Linked DNA regions of Mus musculus: region 1 is linked to region 2. Evidence: chromatin contacts called from public Hi-C data. All regions are on one chromosome and are shown on one strand. Each heading gives the region's core, a stretch centred on a gene start, on an enhancer-like site or on the middle of the called end of the contact. The rest is flanking DNA. Distances are from core to core; before and after follow the strand shown. Region 1 holds the start of Nbdy (negative regulator of P-body association). Region 2 holds the start of Klf8 (Kruppel-like factor 8).

Region 1 (5,387 bases), core at 2,786-5,285, 360 kb before region 2:
GTAGTGATGCACGCCTTGGTTCCTAGCACTCAGGAGGCAGAGGTAGGCAATCTCTGTGAGTTCAAGGCTAGCCTGGTCTACAGAGCAAATTCTAGGACAGCCAGGGCTACACAAAGAAACACTGTCTTGAAAAACCAAAATAAAATAATAATAAAGGACTAAAAATACTTTAAAGTAGAGAAAAAAATAATTATAATTTGGCTAATGATTTCATGTTTAAAAGAATGCATATATAACTGTAAACTTAAAAAGCAAAAATAAAATGTCATAGACTGGGGCTAGAGAGATGATTCCGTGATTAACAGTGCTTGTTGCCCTTGCAGAGCATGGGGTACAGTTCCCAGCACCCACATGGCAACTCACAGCCATCTGTAACGGCAGTTCCAGGGAATCTGATGCTCTCTTCTGACATCCATAGGTACCAGGCATACACATGGTACATACATACGTGCAGACAAAACTTCCATACATATGAGATGTCCAAATTTAAAAAATCATTAGACACAGTATAAAACAGTAATTATTGGAATATAATAACAAAATAATATATACAAACCTGTGAAATTCTTACCAACTGTAGAGAATAATTTGTAGTTTTAACTTTTCATTTTAGAAAAGAAATATTAATCAGCAAGAGCCCAATTCACTAAATTAGAAAAAGAACAAACAAGAGGAAACTAGAAGGAAATTAAATACAGATAAATGCCTAAGAGAGAAAACAGGGCTGGAGAGATGGCTCAGTAAGCAAAAAGTAAACTGCTTGCTATGCAAGCCCATAGACCTAAGTTCTGTCTCTAGCACCTAAATAAAAGCTGGACATTGCTTCCAGGCTTCTCATCACAGTGCTGGGGAAGGCTGATCACTTGGGCTGATCAACAACAAAAACCCCAACCAAACAAAAGACAGAAAGTGCATGAGTCCTAAAGACCAAGTTTTGCACTGTCCCTCAGCCCCCAAAGAATGTGGAAGCCTCGTTAAAAATCAAAATAAGGAAATTTGTTAAAAATTATTGTAATTTATCATCACATTGTCATAGGAATGAGGAAAATATACTTATGCACTAGATACAGACAAATTATTTTGAGAAAACAAAACAGAAAATTCCATACTCATTCACAATAAATCCCCTCAGCAAACTAGGAATACACAGTAATTTCTAGCATTTAATCTAGGCTTTAATCCCAGCACTCAGGAAGCAGAGGCAGTCAATGTCTGAGTTCGAGGCCAGCCTGGTCTATAGAGTGAGTTCTAGGACAGCCAGGGCTACATAGAGAAACCCTGTCTTAAAAAACAAAAAACAAAAATAAAAATAAAAAACCAACTAATTTTCTTGGACAAACTAAAAAAATACACATTAGAAAAGAAGTCAGAGCCATTACAATATAATTAAAAAGCACCTTATTACTAGAAAAAAATAAAATAATTCAGAAAGGATACCTGTTATGAAATTGGTATAAAAGTACTCATTATTTTCCCCTTAACTAGCAACAATTAGAAAATGGGGTTAAAAAGACTCACTTTCCAGTAAGAGCAGAAACTAAAGTAATGGGTCAGCAGTACAGTCCCTAAACTGCTTTACAGATTTACATGGTGATTTTTAGTGCATATCGTTTCATTAACTATAGAAAATGTTTCAATTTATCATTACTGCTAGCATTTGGGGATTTGTCTGATTATTTTTGAACATGCCATTATCAACTCCTTCTTCCTCCTTCTCGTGCATTTTTATTTAAAAAAAAAAAATTACCTTTAGCATCACAACTTCCAGGAGCAAGACACCAGCAAAAGCAGGGCAGCATTGGAAAGAACCTTCATGGTCTTCAATGGGTGAACTATTTTACAAACGCACCAAGGAAATGAAGCCATACTGCAGTCCCTCACAAACTGGAAAACAGTAAAAGAAGGTGAAGTCCTTTCTTCTTCTGTCACTATAGTCTGTCTCATTTTCTTCTGGCCTTTTCAGTTCCTTATGTTCCTTTCAGCTCCCAATTCAATGGTGCATTCCTATTCAATAACTGGGTCCACAGAATTAGGGGGTATGTTCTGTACAGCAGCTCACAGCATCAATTCTGGAACCAATGCTTGCATTTTCTTTCTTAAGCAAATCTCAACAAGGCCATTTAAGTGTCTCACAACTTGTGGCAACTTATAGGCCTATACAAACATCCTTTAGTGGAGTTGTGATTAAACGCAAGCATTCGAAATCCTTTAGAAAAAGATGGCACACACACACCAACCACACAAATTCAACAAGTATCCGCCATTACAATTATGTATGCTTTAAATCACTGGGGAAAATTACGCAGCTCTTAAACACTTCTTGCCCTGAATAGCCCCCTTTGTTTCCTAGGTGAGCATTTCTTTCCCTATTGCCTGTTAAATTACCATTTTCACTCTGAATAGAGGTTTAAAAAAAAAAAAAAAAAAAAGAGGGAAGGACCGGCCTATTGGAATGACAATCAACTGCTTTTAGGTGAAATGAGACTCCATTTTTTTTATGCTTTAGCAACAAACCTGATACCCAGAATGTTCACTCAATAATATTCATTGATTAGCTCAAATATCTATTTTACTCCTGCTAAGTTTTGGTCATCTGTCCCCCACACCTCCCTGTTCAAGGCCTAACCACAGCAAGGGCTCCATAAAGATTGAAGATGAAGAAGAACTGTGAGCCTGAGTCAAACTTGTTCATTTGTTTTCTTTTTAACATAAGCCTCATTCAAATGAGCTATTAGTTCTGTGAAAATAAGAGTTAGAGTCTTAAAACACAAATAGTCCTTATTTGGAAATTTCCAATGCTACTCGTTCATCCAGAATAAACTGCGTACTCCTTAGCAAAACACTCAAGGCCTACAGCCCTGTATCACACTTCTCTCACAGACTTAGAATTACAGCCACGCTGCCCCAGAACAATCTTGCCCTCTGGCTTTCATTGTAGAAACACTAGGCCTAAAAAGCATCCTAACCCATATGGTAGATGTCACTCACCCTTTAAGGCCCACCCACAAATTCCCCCCTCCTCTTTGATGGCTCTTGAAGACTAACAGGCTCCATCAAGAGCCATCTCCATCCTCCATGATTCCTGAATACCTTGAACAAGCACATTTTTATGGTACTTGGGTTTGACCATCATATTATAACTTGTTTTCACTTACTAAATACCATCTTACACAGAAAAAAAAAAAACCCAGTTCTCAAAGCTCACTTTACAATCTCCTCTGGGCACAGGCATTAGGCCTTTAGTACATCCTTACACTTGGTCTTGGGCTAAGCATTTTTAAATGGAAAAAATTTCAATATATACACAAAAACAGAAGAGTATAGTAAATCCCCACCCAGTTTTAATTTATTAGCCAGGGAACATTGTGTTAGTATCTCACTATACCTTGGCCTGTCATGAAAATCAAAACACTGCAGTTTTTAAAATTACAATTAACTCATGTAAAATATCTTAATTACTCACCGCAATCAAATACCTATTTCATCCAAGCATACTTTTTTTTTAAAAAAAGAAAGACTTTTCAATGCCTGTACTTGTTTCTTTTCTCTTTGAATTTGTGGAAAGAACAGGAAAACAGGGAAGAGCTGGGGAAAGGCATAATTAAGTTTCAGAGAGCCTGGATGTCCCAGATGAGAACGAAAGAATCTGACCTGATTTCGGCTGGGAAAAAAATCTATTTCACTACTTCTCCGGAGGAGGAGGGTGCGACTTGAGTCCAGCAGATGCAGGAGGAGGCGCCGAGGGGAGAGTGCTACTACCTCCACTGGGAGTCCCTTCGGGATAATCCCACCGCGGAGCCAGGACACAGCGCTTTTTTGGAGGCTTGGGTTCCCGCGTATTTCCTGGTGGGAGCGTGGATCTCCCGGAGGCACAAGGTTGGTCCCCCATAGGTATGACAGGACCAGAGCGTTAGTTTTCTCTGGTGGGCCCTGGCAAGGCCGAGATCTGAGATGGCGGATCCCCTCCAGGCACGGGGCTGGCTTCCTCCTGGTTTCGCTGTTACCGTATTTCCTGTATCCTGAGACGTATATCCCTTCTCCGCCTCCTCAGCGCTCCGTTCCCCAGCCCACTTTAACCTTTCTACGAGAATGGAATGCAAAGAGAAAAAAAAAAAAAAAGGAGCGCATTTAATAAAGTGCTTTTCCACAGCACATCTCTCTCACAGTTTAATTAGTTGTATGGAGAGTTTTGTACAATTTAATTTAAAAAAATACTAATTTGCTGTAACTTGCCAACGGGGCAGGTGTTAATCAATGAGTGTGTGGCATGGTCGCGGGAGTGCTGTAACCAAAGAAATCAAGCGTTTTACACTGCAGTCCCTTACGCACAGCACATCACAGAGCCATGAAAGGGGTACAACCATCTAGGAAGCTGTGTACAAACACGTTGACTTATTGATTACAGTGTTAAAATTGAAAACCGGTTGTGGAAAATGGACGCACAATAAATTCATCATAAACCAAGACCTCTGTTTACTTTATAATTTTAAAATTTTGTCATCTTTGAAAATTCACTGTATTTTTTTTTCTCATTCCAACAGCCAAGATCTCTTTGAAAACAGACAACGGGTGACACTCCATGTTTAATCGGCAAGATTTTATTTCTTTTTTAGGGTTATGGAAAACAATGACTCATCTTACTATTGTGGTATGTTATATTCTATGTTATATGGTAAGGAACCAGAAACAGTTACCAGAAGGTTCACAAAACAGAGAAAAAGCTTCTGAATTTCTTTGACAGGCATCGCTCCATAACCTTAATGTCTCTGCCACTTGCCTGTGCATAAATGAAACCCCACTTTTCCACTACCACCCTCATTGGTTTATAATGGAGAAATCTCAATCTATAATGTCACACAAACTCCGAACCGCCTCCAAGCTCTGTTGTATTTTATTAATTGAATTATTGGAATTTGGGTTTCCACCTATGATAATTTATGTGCAAAATGATACCACATTAAGGATAATCCGTTCAAACCAGTTACTGCCATAGCTATCTCACACCTTTAAGATGGCTGCCTTCCCCCCAAGCACCCAGCACAGTCTCTTACATAAATAAGGTACCAATAGATATTTGGTAAGATTCAACAGCCCTACGGGTTTTTTTTTTACTAAAAAAAAATTAAAATCTAATAACATCACTTCTATTTTTGCCTTTCCTAACTCCAATATGTAATATGTGCCCCCAGTTAAGTCCTTACAGATCAGGGTATCAACTGCTACTACTAGAACCAGAAAATCCTAAGGGAAAAAAACAGTGAGGAATATTAGAGAGAATGCTTTAGAACCAGAAGAACATTTGTACTTAAACATGATAGCAGTCAACATCCTAGGAGTAATAGTTGAAGTTATGGGTGTGGGTACTATGCCAAGAAAAAAATAGAGAC
Region 2 (5,587 bases), core at 954-3,453:
GGTCTTGCTGGTTACATCATCGTGGTTAAACCAACCAAAGAATCAGAAGATAGACAGATTAGTGGCCTTTTCTCTTGCAGCCAGGGAGAACAATGTTAAATCACAAACAAATAAGGCATATATTCTAGCCTGTCTTTGAGCAAGCGATTCAAACTGCACAGGCCTTCTTTCCCCTTCATCTGAAATGTGCTTTAAGGACAATGAAGTACGAAGTCTATCAGCAGTGAGCCAGAGAAAACCCCAGAGTAAGAAAACATGAAGAACGGCGAGTTGGAGCAGCCTGTATCATATATACCTTCTGAATAAGAATTTTAATATGCATCCCTCAGAGGAGAAAAGCACGGTGCATGGTCATATAACTAGTTCATGCTGGTAGAAGGGTTTCAAAGTAGATCTTTTTATTATCACAAACCATCTTCAGGTTAAATCCAAGTCTAGAGATGAGTCTCTTTTTCTCTTTTCTCCATCACTATTATGCTAAATGACATACAAGTACTTTATAAATTTTTCCCGCAATTACAATATAGAGAAAATAAGGTACTGTTCCCCTGGCCACCTGTTACGACATGGTTTAGTTTCTACAAAATTCTTAGGGTCAAAAAAAGTACAAAAAGCTTCACTTTGTGGCTAAGCAAGTCCCTTTGCTCCAGTAGTCACAGCAATTCTGGCTGATCTTCCACCTACAGGAGCTAACCCCTTGGCCACATCCTTAAGAGCCTAGACAGGGCTATGCTTTGGCTTCCTCCCCCAACCAAGGGGACGACCCCCCCCCTTAAAGAGGGGCATGTCCTAAGCAGCTCCTCCACAGAAGGGATCTGCTATCAGTACCTAGAGGGCAGGCTCCCAACTTAACTCTTCCCTTCCCCTCCTCCCTCGTTTTAGAAGCATCTCTAGGTACCTGCTACTGCTTGGGGGAAGGGAGGGGGTGACGTAAGTGGGTTCAGTGCTCCTCCAAATCCTCTTCTCTCGCACAGAGACTTTGCATGTACAGGGTTAAAACAAACCGTACCACTTAAGGAGGGTTGAGAGCACCTAGACAGGACAGACTGAACTAGACATACCTATCCATTCGTGTCCCTTTTCAATTCTTCCACAAGCCCCCCCTGAAGTACCCTTCCTCTTAGTCTCCGCGATCCTTAAGGGAAGTCTTTTTCCATTGAGTTGAATTTGATTCCACATAATGTTCTTACCCCCTTCCGCTTACTCGTCTCCCCCATCCCACTTCACTGCTAAAACCCAAAGCCAAGTGGGTGTGTGCGGTTGGCACGCGGGGTGCGGGGATTAGAACCCTGACTGAAGACTGAAAGAGTGGTCCTTTCCCAAGTCACTTACCGCCTATGCCTCCAGCCGCTGCCGACTCCTGAAGTGTCCGGAGCTCACGCAGTCCTCTCAGAGACTCATACTCCAGAGCTGATCTCAAGGCAGCTGTTCCCCTTGCACCCGCCCATGTCTGACAGCGCGCCTGGTAACACGCTTTAGCCTTCTCTTCCTTGGTCCCCCACCTCCCTGTTTTCTCCAGGCTGGAAAAGGATAGGGAAAACGAAAAAGGGAGGGAGTCGATTTAGACCCAGCTGGGCCACCCTCAGAACAAGGGAAACAAAGCTTTCAAGCATCCAAGCCCCGAATCGGGGCGGTGGAGCCGACTTCCTAAAAAGAATCCTCCCACTGCAGCCTTCCCTGTGCTAAAAATACAGCGGCTTCTCCGGGGCGAAGTGGCCAGCGCTGAAGCTCCTGCGTTCCCCTTTTACCTCAACCGATTCAGTTCCGGCCAAGCCCATTCTCCACCCACCTCAGAACTCCTCAAACCCTCGCCTAGAGAGCACGGGCGGGGTCCCAGCAAAGCACCCAAACCTTAGATCACGACTTGAACGCAAAGTTGAGAGAGAGAGAGGGGGAGTCAGTGAAGACCCACAAGGAGACAGCGCCAGAGGATCCCCTCCTCGCAGCGGTTAGTGCTGCACACCCGGCGCCTTCCTAAAAAGAAAGGAGGAAAAGACGCCAACGATTGGTCGAAACATATAGGAAAACACCGGCCCAGGGCAGGGACTCCAACGCGAGTGGGAGGCACTCCCGCAGGACCGCGCCTGAGAGACTTCTCGGTGGTACCTGGCCGCCCCACTGGTATACCGCACCCGCGGGTCAAAGCCTGGTGCTCTCCCCAGGCAATCTGAGCAGATGGAGTACATAGCTCTTTCTGTGTCAGACTAGGCCCAGAAGAGAGGTGCGACTATGAGGACTCCACCTAGGGTGGAGTTCCTTAAAAGGGACAAGTGGCCGCTAGAGGGGAGTGGAGTAGGAGGGGGTAGAGATGGGTGGGGCAGAAGAGGCGGAGGGACAGAGGAGGGGGTGGGGCGGGCCCTAGGAGCCAGGAGCCAGTCTCGCCCCTGGCGGCCGTCTCAGTTGGCCTCCTGCAGCTGCAGGTATGACTGAAAGCCTTTTCGGTGCATCCTTAGTCCCCAGCAGGGGTTTTCAGGCACACTACTTGGTCAACTATCCACCCAGACTTAAGCACTCCAAGGGAGGTTGGGAAGGGTGTGGTGATTGGGAGTAAGAGATTTCTAGGGAGAAAGGGAAGCAGAATGGGGAGTGCCAGTAAGATGGTAACAGTAAATGGATTTTTTTAACCCTCCCAGTTCTCCATGGCAACATGTGACACTAGCAAAGACAGAGGGGTCACAGTGTCTTTTTAGGGATGAAGCTTAAGAGGAAAGAAGAGCTGGGTGAATTTTCTAGCAATAGGAGGTGAGAGGAAACTAGGTAAAGATGAAATGATCACGGATTGGCAACAGGAAGGCTTTCTGAGTCTCCCAGCTCTCTAAGAATAGAGTTCTCAACCCCCTGAGACCGCCTCTCAGCTAAGCATTGGCTAACATCCCCGAAGAACTGGGTCCGTAGAATAGAAGCCACCATCTTTCCAGCATTTCCTTGTCCTTGCCTTAAAGTCTGTCTCTAGTTCATTTTAATGGAAACCCAGGAAGTCACAGACAACCACAGCCTCCTTCCAGTGCCTCTTCCCTACCACAATTCTGAGAGAGAGAGAGAGAGAGAGAGAGAGAGAGAGGAGAAACAAAGCGGAGGAACAGAAGGAGCAGCCAAGCAAAAGAAATAATAGGTTCCATGTCTTCAGCACCTCATATGGGCAGTTCACTAGGCCAGGTACCATTATAGTCCTCAATTTTCCTTTATTCCTCATAACAACCCTAGACAGCAGGTAGCACTATATTTTTATGTCCCATCAGGGAGTAATGTAGATTGAATTCGGGGCCTAGTGTATTCTAAGCAAGCATTCTATCACTCAGTTGGATCCCCAGCTTATGTTTCTTCTTGTTGTTTTTTTGTTTGTTTGAAATAGGAGGTAATCTTATGATAGAGCTCAGGCTAATGCAGCTTAGACTGTCCTCAAACTCACCACTCACCTGCCTCAGCCTCCTTGGTTCTGAGTTTACAGGAATGCAATGTCACACCCAGCCTCAAAAGAAAAAGAGTAAAAAAAAAAAAACCAAACAACAAACCTGAGGGTCACAGCTCAGTATGTGCCCAGCATGTTTGTCCATTTGCTTAATTGCTATTTCTGCTCAGATATGTTTTAAAAATCTCCTTTTCCTTCCCTCCCCAGTCAGTTCTCTACTAGTAGTTCACCAACTATGCAAATGTTCAAGTCCTTTAACCTGTTGTGATGATCTGGACCCTACCTTTATCTCAAGCAGCAGGGGTTTTGCTGCTCTACTGGACTCCAAATTTCTGATAAGACCAGGATTTTCTCAATTAATCTCTAGGCCACGAGACACCTTACCTTTTTTGTTGACGTGGCCTAAACTCTGTTCACCTTTTTAAAAGGACCAAGTAAAGGTCACCCCCTCTCCTAATTTCATTACGTTTGGAAGAACTGACCATTTGCTTCAGCACCTCCAGGTACCTATGTGTTGTTATAACTGCTTCTCATTATTAAACTATAAAGTCCTGGTTAGGTATCAGGTGTCAGTAGGTCTGCAATGTAGATGCTGAGTATTATTATCATTCATCGTTACAGAGCAGTAACTAAGTGCTGAACTCTGTTCTGAGCCTCACTGAATCGTTCTGACAGTGGTATAGGTAGGTACCAGCGCTATCGTTTTCATACATAGAAATCAAGGGACAAAGATTAAACAGCAGATATGTATACTTGCTACGTAAAAGAATGCCCCTGTTATAGGGGTTTTTACAAATGCCTCACTATCTCTCTATACCATATTTCTACCACTGCGTACACACCTGCTGCAATTACAAGGTAAGACTTATTAAGAGGGAGCCACATAATGTACAACTCTATATATTCGTTTTTAAAAAGGGTCACATTATACCTTGTATCCTTATGTTCTTAATATATAAAATCTAATAAATATTGCTTTTAAGAAAAGGATATTTCACTAGCCCAAGGCTATCTTCAGTAATGACAGAAAGTTTTAGATTCAAGGATGTAAAACTGTTTATGTTCAAGACAAATACACTTTTGTGATGTGAAAAACAAAGATGGGTAGACTTCTGTAATACTGCCATTAATAGCCACTAGAACTCTTTATCTAAGCTGGGCGTACCCTTTTGTCATGGTAAATTCTTTGTTTAATCTATGCAGGTTCAAGAAGATGTGTCAATCCACCTGAAGATAGCCAAACAATTTATACTCTCGCTAAAAGTTTTTCTGGAGACCTAATTTATTTTACATCCCAGATTTTGTCTGCCTCAACTGCATTTGTATAGAAAACTGTACTGGATGGGCAAATTCTGATTTTGGGAAAAAACAAAGTAAATTATTAAACCTTGGATACATACACTCAAGTATCTTTCCTGTCCCTTTTTCCATCCATTTAGTCGATGAAACACACTGAGCAACAATACACTTTTATCTAGGCTAGGTGTACCCTTTGTGTCAGATGGAATGTTGTGAGAGAGCAAACATCAAGAATTAACTAGGGTTCTTCGTTTTAGGAAGCACCACGGGCTCCCCTTCTCTTAAGGGGCTTAAGAAATAAATCAAATAGCAACCCGCAGTATCTTCAACTTCTCCCTTTTCACCTGAAGCAAAAGGGGAACTGGGCATCTTGAGCTCTCCTGTACATGTATAAGGAAGAGGGTTAAATTACATACTGGACTTAAGGACTATAGCCAAGAAGCCTGCAGACACCTGGGTCTCACAAGATGTTGCTCTCTGTAGTGCCCTTCTTCCTTCTCATTCTCCTGCTTCCCTTCCTTCTTGAGAAGGCCAGCTAACAAACTATGGGGGTGGAGCCCAGAAGGAGGGCAAGGGGGAGAAGCAGAGGAAAAGCCTCAGGAAGAGGCCTTCATCACCACCACCCCTACTGCTCCCAGCAGAAAAAACAACAACAAATTTAAAATACTTTAAGACCTGTAGCTAAGGAGAAGGGGGAAAAGAGAGTGATGAGTGCCTGGTGGTGGTGCGGCAGCGCACGCCATTAATCCCAGCACTTGGGAGACAGAGTCAGGTGGATTTTTGAGTTCGAGGCCAGCCTGGTCTACAGAGTGAGTTCCAGGACGGCCAGGGCTACACAGAGAAACCCTGTCTCTCGGAAGAGAAGAGAAGAGAAGAGAA

The links. Hi-C and Micro-C count contacts between places; a contact is called where the count stands out from the background.
Region 1: a contact with region 2 is called in a Hi-C map of bone marrow-derived macrophages, with 4 times the contacts expected there. The contact joins the promoter of Nbdy here to the promoter of Klf8 in region 2. A contact is called at or near these places in 1 of 39 promoter capture datasets (the C10 cell line), 1 of 15 datasets of contacts at CTCF or cohesin (large pre-B cells), 38 of 484 Hi-C or Micro-C datasets (the 4T1 cell line, the AML12 cell line, the AtT-20 cell line and 23 more), 13 of 115 datasets of contacts at active chromatin or transcription factors (the NIH/3T3 cell line, cardiomyocytes, embryonic forebrain and 6 more) and 2 of 9 other capture datasets (macrophages and pancreatic islet).

The regions. Positions count from the first base shown.
Region 1 is chrX:153,722,202-153,727,588 of GRCm38.p6, reverse strand. It overlaps Nbdy (negative regulator of P-body association), which reads right to left and starts at 4,035. Exons shown (of 4, transcript NM_027327.1): 1 at 3,652-4,035; 2 at 1,748-1,884. The coding sequence starts at 1,756.
Region 2 is chrX:153,356,229-153,361,815 of GRCm38.p6, reverse strand. Klf8 (Kruppel-like factor 8) reads right to left here and starts at 2,203. Exons shown (of 8, transcript NM_001357183.1): 1 at 2,107-2,203; 2 at 1,852-1,974; 3 at 1,333-1,520.